Linked DNA regions of Mus musculus: region 1 is linked to region 2. The links are chromatin contacts, called in public Hi-C maps. All regions are on one chromosome and are shown on one strand. The core of a region is the stretch at or near the end of the contact, and the rest is flanking DNA. Distances in the headings are between cores, read along the strand shown. Region 1 has its middle 56 kb from the start of Tram1l1. Region 2 has its middle 95 kb from the start of Gm24456.

Evidence for each region. A called contact is a pair of places that touch in the nucleus more often than the background predicts.
Region 1: a contact with region 2 is called in a Hi-C map of cerebellar granule neurons, with 2.2 times the contacts expected there. The contact joins two enhancer-like sites. A contact is called at or near these places in 1 of 15 datasets of contacts at CTCF or cohesin (the NIH/3T3 cell line) and 1 of 484 Hi-C or Micro-C datasets (cerebellar granule neurons).

Annotation. Positions count from the first base shown.
Region 1 is chr3:124,261,933-124,268,378 of GRCm38.p6, forward strand. No RefSeq gene overlaps it. Among named protein-coding and RNA genes, the nearest start is that of Tram1l1, 56 kb to the right of the region's middle. Within about 2 kb of position 5,104, at least 3 of the 459 cell types and tissues checked have an H3K27ac peak or open chromatin away from gene starts, as enhancers often do. A contact at or near this core is called in cerebellar granule neurons, where this site is marked.
Region 2 is chr3:123,835,257-123,841,263 of GRCm38.p6, forward strand. No RefSeq gene overlaps it. Among named protein-coding and RNA genes, the nearest start is that of Gm24456, 95 kb to the left of the region's middle. Within about 2 kb of position 3,720, at least 2 of the 459 cell types and tissues checked have an H3K27ac peak or open chromatin away from gene starts, as enhancers often do. A contact at or near this core is called in cerebellar granule neurons, where this site is marked.

The DNA.
Region 1 (6,446 bases), core at 3,854-6,353, 430 kb after region 2:
CTACTGACATGTAATGTAATTGCTAGAAAAGTAATGTCAATTATGAGCAGACTATAATTCTTAGTATCCCGCTCATATTCAGTGTCAAACAAAAGATCCCAGAAAAGAAAAATAGTGCAATTATATTTATAATTTTAAATGCAACAATTCTCAGACTCTCCCTGGTCCTGAGATAGATATATACTAATGAGTCTTCAGATGAAGGGAAGCACGGGGGATGCTCTCACTGAAAAAGGCTTTGCTGTTAGTGAGCTTTTCCCTGTGAACACTTGTTGGCCAGCACTTAAACATTCCCTTTCAAATACTATTTTGTGAAAGTGAATATACTTAAGTAGACCTCATTATGAAACAACATATGTTAAGAATCCTAGGAAACTGTGAAGTCAGTGATTATCCCCCATTGTGATTCGCTGTTTCTATTCTTAATTGAAACCTTAAACAACACACCTCATCTGCATTTATATGGTTCCTTTATTTATCTTCTTAATGAGGGCCACACTGAATGCTTTTATTGTCACTGTGATTTGTGAGGAACCTGGGGAAAGCCACTTAGTAAGCAGGCTTGTAGTTTAGAAACTGCTTCAAGATCTCTAGGCGTCTACGCACAATTAAAGTTAATGAAGAAAAAATTAATTGCTTTACTTAAAAGTGCTACTTACAGGCTTGCAAAATTTGAACAAGTTGATGTATGAGATACTCGATCTCTTACCAAGCTGGAATGATTAATTTCTGTGTGCTTTGTGTCTCTGCATACCAGATGCACTTTGAAGCCCACATAATGCTGGTAGCTCATTCTTCTTCATGTCTCTAACGTTTAGAGATGTCTTTCGTTGGCTAGAAGGTTTCTCTTAATCCATACTTGGCTATACTTCTGTCTCCATATCTCACTTTATTTTTCTATAAGCACATGGAAAATCCTGTGTGCTATTCCAGTAAGTAAGTAAAGGATAAAAAGTTTTAGAAGGAAATAGAGTAGGTCAGCATATTACATAACTGTAAAAGGGTGGGGCACAATTTTAATTTTATAAAACATAAATGAAAACCAGATCTATACAGCACACAAATTTTAAAATACAAATAGAAATTGCTGAAACCTCTTCTAAGGCTCAGGTAACATCAAAGAAAGGCGAGTGGAAAGAAAAAATAATTGGGCAGAGGAGTTGTTAGAAGCATCATTTTCTAGGCAGGGCACTGCAATCCTGATCTCAAAGCAATTATCCTTGGTTGCTTAGCTTATGAAAGACTTGCTTTATTATCAAACCATGTAGACAGAGACAGTCAGGGCACCTCACATGACTTCACTCCATCTTACTGAGCTGTTAACTACAGGTAGACTGTAGGGGAGGAGTGCTCATTGTCTTCATTTTTGCATTTGCAGATAAGCCTACCAACTCCATAGGATCATTCTAAACTCATGGTTACCCTGACTCACCATAGTGGGTCACATGTCAAAAGACAAAGGCATGTATCTGAGAAGTAAACTTGCAGAAAGAAGAGGGTGGGGATTGGCGGAGATGAGATGGTATGATTGAGAGTAAACAAAATGCATTAAATATATATATGAAATTCTCAAAACAGAAAAGGAATAAAAGAACTCTAAAAGTGTTGAGGAGTAGTATGCGGTATTTTTCTTTTTTTAATTCTACTTTTGGAAGGATGTGCTCTGCATGTGTAGGGTAAACAAGATAAAAATAGGTCTAGGATATTTTCACATTTGTGTTTTCCATTCACTATCTATATAAACATCACTTAGGCATGTGGAAAATGAAGGTATATTTGAATTATAATATTTTATATGTATTATAACATTAATTAATGCTGTAGCAAAGTAGAATGAAATCATACTGAAAATGCAAAAATAAATTTTAAACAATAAAACAAGGCAAGCAACTATTATTTTCTATTCACATCCATTTGTGTAGCTTCCACATTTCCTTTCTAGCTGTTCTTGTTTCAACTCCTACATTATAACTTACCAGACAAAGCCTGATTTCATTATACATTTAACAGTAAGATTTTATTTTAGCAATAATCTCCATTATGGCTATGTGTGAAATTAGAAATCTATTTTCAGATAAAATTTCTGAAAATCACTTGCAAATGCCAAATTTCATATCTTAATTAAAAATTCCCATATCAAACAATGCTTTTAAGTGAAATTTTCATTTTGTAAAAATAGAGCAAGAATGAGCTAGCATGATTTATGAAGCACAGCACGATTCTTAGCAATTTCTATTTCTTATGGTTGCATTATTTTGGATTCTTTCTCATTTCTTCAAAACAATTTTTTTCTGCTAATAAAGATTTTACTTTTCTTATATATTCCTTATATCCCTCATTAGTTTTATTTAAAAAGGTCATTGGCCCCTTACCCTGTTAAGTCCATTTATCCCCCCTGCATACTGACCCTGTTAACTCTGTCTATCCTGACTATACATATTTAATTATTTTTTATTTGTTTGTTTTTATTGGAAATAGAATTATATCACTGCCCCTTCATCTAAACTACTCCTTTTTCTAGATAATCCTAGATACTCTCTCAAAAACCCATCTCATGCCCTCCATTCTTTGTTGTTTCTCCTTGAATGTTTTTGTTACATACACACATATGCATACGCATACGCATACACATATGCATACGCTTACGCTTACACATACACATACTGCTGAGTCCATTTTTGTCATTGTGTGAACGTGGTTTCAAGGTAGATCCTCTGCATTGGACAACCAGTAAAGGAACCATCCCTGGGAAAGTCAAATTTCTCTTCTCCTACCATTCATTAGTTGCCTACAGACTTTTTTGTAGGGGTAAAAAAAGAAATTCCCTTTTGACATTAACATGTCCATTGATATTGTCATTGTTCTGGTCTTGTTTATACAGCCATTTCTAGGAGAGACTATGTCATAGCAGATTTTCCTGGAACTCTGGCTATTATAACCATGTCTGCTACTCTTCTGATACTTCCTATGCAGAAGCTATGATAAAGATCCCTACCTTGTGTCTAGTTAAGATTTTCTTTGATGGTCTCTATTTGCTATAAAAAAGAGGGGGCGGTTACTTCTTTCTTGATGAGTGGTACTATGCTTACCTGTGGGTACACAGATTTAGAGTGTATTAAGGAAAGATACAAATGAGTGTATGCTGGTCTATTCAAAGAGCAGTAGTAGATTCTTGTCTAAAGGCTATGATCTCACTGGCCCTGGGCTCTTACGTCCACTTAGATTGTTAGTGGACTTTGAGCCAGTGTTTGTTTGAGGCCAAGCAGAACAATTGAATGAGAAGCTGAGGGAAGTCAGATTGAGTCAGTCAGCTTGGAGATGAGTTTGGGCCAGAAGAGCTAAGTTGAACTAGACAGCCAGAGTTCAGAGAGAACTAGAAAGGGTGAGCTTATTCAGCAGTAAGCCTTGGAGATAACAGTTATATCTACTGAAATAAAAGTACTTTTATAATCAACACATTTTGGTACACTCTTCTGTAGTTTAATTCAATAGTTGATGTGAATTAGACATTATAAATAATTGTGAAACACATAGCATATATATCACTTACTCTTACAAGGTTATTGAATGTAGCACAATTCTTAGGAAATAGACATAAGTTAATGAAAAATGTTCCAGCAGATGGTTTCATGCTCTTAAAGACTCAGACAGCACCAAGTAAACTTAATGGCTTTAAAACAAAACAAAATTAAACATTACATGAAGTTGGGGAAGGAATGTGGTAGAGGGTAAAGAAGGAATTGGGGTAAGAAATGGGAGCACATTAGATCAAAAATCATTACAAGCATGTGTAAAAATTTCAAACTATTTTTAAAAATATATATATATATATATATATAGAAGAGTCTTTTCCTTCAGAATAAAAGCAAAATGATTAAAGTAACATTTAATTCCTGTAGGTCATGTTGAGAGAAGCAAAACCACAGCCCTCTTTCCCTTTCCCTACCCCCTGTCTCCTCCCATACACACATACACACTTATACATATATATACACAGTTGTATATTAATATATTTGAATATGTATCAATTGTAAAAAATAGATATACTCCTTCTATTATCCAATTCTATGATGAGAAAATCCCCACTCTTCTAGGACTGACACAATTAAGTGTGTCTACCAGTCAGAGTACATTTCTAGGACCAACCTTGAACTTATACTAAAAGAGAACTAATGACAGTTACATGTAACCTCAAACTTTCCAACTGAGACCCAGAATAATGGCTCTGAGACAATATTTATGAATAAGTGCCTAGGCCATACACTTGGGCTTTTTTCCTGACTAGCTCTTATCTTACTATCCCACTTATACATTTCTGTGTCTGCCACATGGCTGGTTACCTCTCCGCAGTTCATATATCCTTTCTTCAGAGTCCTAATGGTAAATCCCCCATGCCTAACTCACTCCCAGAGTTCCAATCTCTCTACTGCAACTCTCAACTTCTATTTCCTGTCTTTTCTAATAGGCCATCAGCTTTTTACTGACAGGTGATACTTTCACACAGTGCACAAGAGATCTCTCTATGGGTATCAAGAGAATTTATACAAGTATGATGTTGACTATGAGTGTGTAATTACAAGTTTGGTACCTTAACCATATGCTGTAAGTTTGACCTTCAGGTAGACTACAAATGTGGGAAAAAGTAAAAGCCTTGGATCCTTTCTGCTTCCGAAGACTCCATGCCAGCATCAGTGTGCTGAGGAGCTACGGGACTCCGGAGGTAGAGAGAGAATAAACTGATTCTGATCCCTCTGAGGCCTCACTGCACTCCTTCTTTTGCCTTTGCTGGTTTTATATTGTATTTGGATAGAACCAGACTGTAACCACTAATATAGCACTTTCTGAGTCCAGAGGGTCATTTTAGTGAATCATGATAACTTGAGTTTTGCACAGAGAGCTGCACATTTGTAACAGAGTCGTCTGAGGTACAGATGTTCTGCAGGCATCTGAGTTTATAGTCAGTGCCTGAAATAGGGGCTGCCTTGTTGGAGACAGATTCTTACCCTGTGGAGACCCTGGTAGGCAAAGTCTTAAGTCACTGCAGCTAACATGACCTTCTTGGCTTCTCCCGCAATGTCTGTGGCCAGCCACAAGCTTCAGGTCACACCTCAGATCATTCCCTTTGTCAGTTCAGGAGCATTTGCTGAAACAGTGAAGAGCTGCTATGTGATTACTGGAACTGTCAGTTTGGATTAGTGAATACACGCTTGATTTCTACCGAACAGTAAATGTTCTTGTATCTACTGCTTTTGTAAGCCGCCTAACATCTAGCAATTTCTAAGCACACTCTAATTGACTAAATTGTAGGGTCAGAACGTGAGGGTTTTTTTTTTTTTTTTGTGACACTGAATTTACATTAAAACATGAAGGTACAGTTTACTTCTCTTGGTGAAGCTGTCTTAAGAATTTGAAAGGGAGTAAAAATCAGGCACTAAAAGCACTTTGAGTAGGCTCTTTAATTGGCAAATTTTGAAATCTAAGTAATTAAGTATGGATTAATAGAAATTAGAATTGAATAGACCACAGTTTGGTGACAAAACAATATTGTTCTATGCATTGTACATTTTTGTCATATTGAAGAAATATATTTTCATATAGTGACAATTAAATTAATGAACTATTTACTTTGAAAGAAATTTTTAAATGATTGCTTTCTTTTAGCTCTAGTCTTTATTCCAGCTGGTTATTTTTTTTATTATAATCTACTCACTTGGTTTTGTCCTAATATACTTACTGTGTCCTCTCCTGGAAACTCAGATCCATACTCTTTGCATGTCTACTAATTATCAGTTTGAGGAGAAATCTACCCTGGAGCCTTGGAAGCAGGTTGTGATTGACATTAAGTTTGCTGAAGTGTGGCTGACAGCATCAGTATGGCTGATAGTCCAATAATTAAGAAATGAATAAGAGCATATGTGTTATTATTTTGTGTAAAGTGTCAATAAACTTTAAACTTACTGCTCAAATGCTCCTCTGAGAAAATGAAAGAGCCGTTGTTTCTCCCATTTCCAACACAAGCACACTGAGAAGGTTGAATAAATGCTGAAAAGGGAGATTTATAAATATTTATTATAGAACATCTGATGTAAATTAATGCATACTGACTGTAAATTCAATGCAATTCAATCCGACAACTAGGACCCAGCGATAATAAAAGTCACTTCTAAATCGGAAGTATTTCCTTTAAAAGAGAAGAATCAGATCAGCACATCCCAAAGGCACATCCCAAATGCCTCTGGAACTCACAGGCATTAACGATCTCATTTTAGGATAGTCTGTTTACGCTTACTAAAAGAGCTAAGTCTCTTTTTAGCTTTAGGTATAGTATATTGAATCTACGTTATAAAAATGCATACTTACACAGGAGTCAAAGATTATTACTTTTTTTTTCTCAAGACAGGGTTTCTGTGTAGCCTTTGGCTGTCCTGGAACTCCCTCTGTAGACC
Region 2 (6,007 bases), core at 2,470-4,969:
AGAATTTTACTTGTTATGTTAATAGTATTCAAATATATAGCTAACACCGTTCTTCAGAAGTGGAATCAATTTCTATGGCCAGTGAGCCAGTGCCTGTGTGCTCACCTTGTGATTAACGGTGACGAATATTCATTGAAGTGTTGTCACTAGTTGTTATGCCAGAGATGATACTTGCTTATAGGGTAGAGTGTGTCTTTTGCCTAGTTAGTTGTTCTCTGACAGTAGTGTCCTGTGTTTCTCTTTAGCATCTCCTTCTTATTGATGTAGAGTGCATGTGCAAATGCACATGTGTACACATTTTTGATATGCTTTTAACTTGCTGTTAATTTTTCTTAAGTGGCATTGCTTTAAAATCTTAAAAATCTCATTTTCATTCTCTGTTGGAGAGTGATGGTGGGTTTGAAATAAGGTATCCCAGGCAGACTTAAACTTGCTATGTACCTGACACTCTACTTGAATGGATCCATAACTTCTCTGTCTCCAGTATCGAGATAACAGGAATGTACCACCACCATAGGTATAGTTGATTAAATTTAACCTATTTGATGACATGGAATTTTGATTTTTAATTTTTCCCTCATGCTAGGTGATTGAGAACTTCCCATCTGTTTTTAGTTAATTGGTTATCTTGATAATAGGTGGTTAGAAACTTCTAAGCTTTTAGGAGCTTGGGTTGTTAGCAGAATTCCTTTCTACATGAGAACCCCAGTTTAGCTGGCTGTTGATTGGAAAGTTTCCTTCACATCTCAGATGTAACTCATGGCTATTTCCCATATTGCACACTTAGCTGATAGTCTATATAGGCATGCTGGCTTCATGGTAGTATAGGGTAGTACTTCTGACCCATTGCTTTGGATGGAATCTGTACATCAAAATATAGTGGGGATGTTTGTTAGAAGCAAGTCATAGGGACTTCACAGAGCTCAACAAAGGGGCAAGGAGACCCTTGGGTTGTCCTAGAGTCTGGGGGCCACCATTCCCTATCGCATTATCTCCATGCTAACTTCAGGGAGCTTTGGATCAAGTGATGCTTCTTTTCAGAACGAGTTTGAATGGCGTGCCCACGGAGGTCAGTATTTCCGTTATCTTCCTAATGCTTTGTAACCATCACCAGGGAGTTTACTTACTATTCAATGACCTTGTGCCAGGTTTGGTTTGCAAAATGGATGGGTTTGAATGTCTCTGAAATAGCTCTATGGTCTCAGTTTCTCGTCTGAACCCTAGGGAGAATGCACACATGCAGACTAATGCAGACTATTCTTTCCAGGGTACTTTTCTTTTTCTTTTTTTCTTTTTTTGGCCAGTGAGAGGTAATATACCAAAAACTGCAGCCACTTCTCCTACATGGTATTTTATTTTATTTTATTTTATTTTATTTTATTTTATTTTACTTTTTAAAACAGTAGCAACACTGACTTAATAACACAAAAGTACTGAGGACTGGTCTCAGCACCTAAAACCCTGTGCTCCAGAGTGTCTGGAGAATGAGGCTGAAGTGAGGTTCTGTTTCTACACTAGTATACGTGTGAATTTTTAACTCGACATCCAATGTGTTCTGCTCTTTTTAGACATTTTCACGTTCTCCTACTCTAGGTCTTTAGCATGCAAGTACTAAGCTAATGTATCTTTGCATTGTATTATATTAGAATGTTTGAGTTTCAAAATTGTGTATGAGTTACTGACTTAGTTTCATAAAATAAATCATTAAATGAGTTTTGGCTTGACATTAAAACAAAATCTCCAACAATTCCCGAAATGACCCCACAGACACATGTGCCATTTTAGACTGTGTATTTATGTAAAACAGTATTCTCAATATTGACAGATATAAAATCAGACAGCAAATAATTTGGAAAATGTTGACTATGCTCTATGTCCCATGTGTCAAATACTCAGCTAAGATTTAATTCTTCATGTAAAAAAAAATGCTTATCCATCTCATTAGTATGCAAATTGGCTTTCATCTTTAATAAATGCTCTAAAACCTTATGTATACCAAAACTGATTTTAAATAAATTTGTTTTCCATTATCAGTAAATGTTTATTTCTTTAGTAAATGTCTCCAAATCCTGCTGGTCTAGGAACAGACTCTTTACATAAGGTCCTTTAGGGGACAAACAAAATCCAACCTACAGGAGCAACTGGACAGTTTTTATGTCCATTTACAAGGACAGAGAATGCATCGTGGTGTGTCCTACAATATATTTAATGTGTATTTGATTTTTATAAGCCTGAATCTTCTACACACTAACCTTGGAGATGTGTGTATTGAAAAATAAAAGTAAACCTAATCAACCTCTGGATCCTAGGCATCATTTAAGATTAATTTGCTCCATTTTTATATGGCATAATGAAATGTATTAATAAACACATGATAATTTTAAGCTAACTCAGCCAAATAAAATTTATATGTCCATCTAATGCTGTTATTTTCTTTTACTAAATGCACAGCACACTAATACCTTCATATAAGCAATTTTCATATTCTCAAATTGAAAAAAATTGCAGCTATTTTGGGGGAATGTACCAGAGGGATAACTCTGTCAGGAACGTGCTTGCATTTCAAAGATGAAGACCAGTGATTCCCAATCCTGGATATCTGAGTTTGAGTCTTGGGACCCAATGCACATACACATATGGGCCCCTTGCCCAATAAAATACAATCAAAATATTTTTAAAGCTAGGGAGTACAGTGGTGTGCTTATAAAATAATCAATCAAACAAACAAACAAACAAAAAACCCACAACCAAACCAACCAACCAGCCTTCCAACCAACCAACCAACCAACCAACCAACCAACCAACCAACCAACCAAAACAAAACCATAAACCCAAAACCACCCGTGTCATCTGAAAAACAATGCCCAATATTGTCCTCTGACTCCATCTCACACATAATGTGTACACACACACACACACACACACACACACACACACACACAACTTATGTTGGGGTTCAGGGTGGGGAGAGAGAATGTGTATGTGCTGGAAATGAGAAAACTTCGTTATTCTCAGGGAAATTAAACATAGCAAGCATCTACTTAAGGTGCACAAGAGTGTGTACACAGCCTATATGCAAATGCTATGCCATTTTAGTCAAGGAAGCACTTATCATTTTTGCATTTTCCAAATGCTCCTTCTTTGTGCCCAAGAAATCTCTATGTCACTCAAGATACACAGACATATAAAATAGGAGTATACTGCAATATTTACATAAACAGTTGGACATGGACCTTTACAAAATGGGATCTAAGGCAAGGCCCTAGGCTCAGGGATGTGCCCTCTCTGCTCCTATTTGAGATGTGACCATTTCTTTCCACACACTCACCTGCCATGCTGTGCCACCACCTGCTACTCTCATCAGAAGCCAAGTCAGCTGGGGACAGGGGACGTCCAATGTTACCTTTTAATTCCCTTAAACTTGAGGATAAAGGTTTTTTGTTTGTTTATTTGTTTGTTTGTTTATCCTTTGTAAGTAGCAGGTGGGATCAGACAGTTTGTTCCCATGTTGAGTGCTGAGAAACAGTCACTCAAGCTGGACACACTGAAAAGAATTGTCCCTTTATCTTCTCTACCATCTTCTAATGCTATCTACTGTCCTTTGCACTCTGCTGATCGAAATGTGTAAGCGCTGCTCTGTCCTTTAGCGTGTCTTACATACAACTCTGACCATGCTACCCCCTTGCTAAGAATCTGTGGAGAGAGTAGAAGCCGTGTGTGGCATTTAAGGCCGTGCACAGTCTGATGTCATGCCATCTGCTGCTGTTCAGGCCGTGCTCCCGTTTACCAAGCGTTTCCTCAGAAGAACTTTTCTGCCTTGTTGTGCCTCCACTGTCTTTCATTCCTTTACCAAGAGAAGTATCTCATCTTTCATACCACTTTCGGAATTTAGCTTCTGAATGGGCAGAATTCAGGGTTTCTTTTTATTTTACTGTGTACCGAGAGCACATCTCCTAGTACAAGGTTGTGTGTACCCCAAGAAGTCCTGCTTAGTGCTTTGTTGATCTTGCATTACTAGTATCCTGGTAATTACCTGGCAAATCACAAATCATGCAACACCTCCAAAATTATTTGATGAGTAATATATGAATGAGTATGTGCGTATAATATACTTTCTTCCTTTTAATTTTTAATTTGCTTTGAGCATACACTGCCAGGCTGATTTTGAACTCATGATTTCGCTGCTTCTATACCCTGAGCACTGAACTGAGAGGTAGAGACTACCATGCCCGGAGGATGGTTGACTTCAAACACTGAGCTGTTTCAATGACCTGAGTATTTCAACACTTAAAATCAAAATGGATGGCCTTCTCAGCCACTTGGAATCTAATGTGAGACCTTACATCTCAATGCCCAAGAAGTATCAAATGATCAATAAATGTATTGGTTTATTAATAACTGATTCCTGGATGCTGTAAGCAAATGGGTATGTTAGACATCTTTTCATGACTTCTGGTATACTATTGCTTCCAAATTCAATAGCTTTTATTTTGCTCTCATTTATTTTGAAATTTGAAGTACTGATCTCAAACAAACATAGCATCACCATCTTCATCTACTTGTCTGCTTTTCTTCTCTATGGGTAACATCTTTAAGAGTCCATATTAAAACCAGATTTATATTTATGTTAGACCCCAGGAAAAGGCACAAATATTTCTGAAAGAATTCATGGAAACACATCTCTGACTCTCCTGCCAACACTGGGAGACTTTAGAAATTAGATACATATTAATATCAGACATCCTAGAATAGTTACAAAAAAATCAAAGTATGAGTCTGGACCTAGCAGGTTGTCACACTCCTCTTTGCAGTGTAGTCAGGCCATTATAAGAAACAGAGCCAATGGTGAAGCATCTTTACTGTGCTGGGCCTGGAGGAGCATGGCGCTTCAGCAAAGCGGCATTTGTTTGTAAGGCAAGGTCAGATTTAAAGGGCTCCTTAAAGACACCAAGAGTGGTATTAAAACAAACAAATAAGGAAAAACAGAACAATAAGGAAATGTTTTGTTTAATAAAGACTAGCATGAACAGTAACAAAAGCTGTAGGAAAATCTGTAAGTAAGAAACCAAGAAAAGATTATGGAATAAAGATTAAAAGCAGCTTTCTTTTGTGTGATAAATTCTAATGTCTCTCACTCATGGAGAATGGCTGTCAGGAGTCAGAAGATGGGATGCAGGCTTATGAAAAAGGAGGTCTAGTAAACACAGATGTAAAAGCATATGTTTATGGAACATACATTTATTGTAAAGTTACCATTTTTAATTAATATTTTTAGATTCAATATTCAAATGTCATTTGGAGTAAAAGGCAATTATTTAAATGTTCTGTAAATTTAAGCACAAATTTAAGCCATAGGCATGCCTTTACAGCCGTGTTAATTGTTCTGTATCTTATACTTATATCTATATTAATTTAACAATTTTGTTAGTGATAAAGGACTATACTAAAAATGTAAGTTAATACGCAGATACTAATTTATATTATTAATTCCATATGTTTAAAGGCATCATTACAGTTAATTCTAGTGGGTGTCTGACCATTCACTTTGGGGACAGTCTCTAACTTCTGGATTTTTCAGTGATTTTTTTTTCACTCCGTAAGAGTGAAGGTCCCTCTGGCTAGAGAGACTGCAGAGAGTGAGGGCTCAGTCTGCCACCTTCCCTTGTTATTCCCTGGCAATGGGTTCCTGCCTTGAGCTGGCAACACTGGTTTCTCTGCTGGGAACCACTGGTTTTATAAATGCATTAATTGTGATCCAGTCTTTTGCAACAAAATCACATTTTGAACTTCATAACTATACACTGTCTTTTGCTTAAAGACATACCTTCATCTCAAAAGCAAATTGAAATACATGTAAAGATGTGTTTTTGGCAATTCTTCTGAGAGTTTGCACATGTGGACAATCGCTTCTCTCCACTTGTGCTTCTCCTGCTGTTTGATATTGGAGGAGACCACCACTTAATACCCAGAAAGACTTCTATGCCCTTATAGACCTCTAAGATTTTAT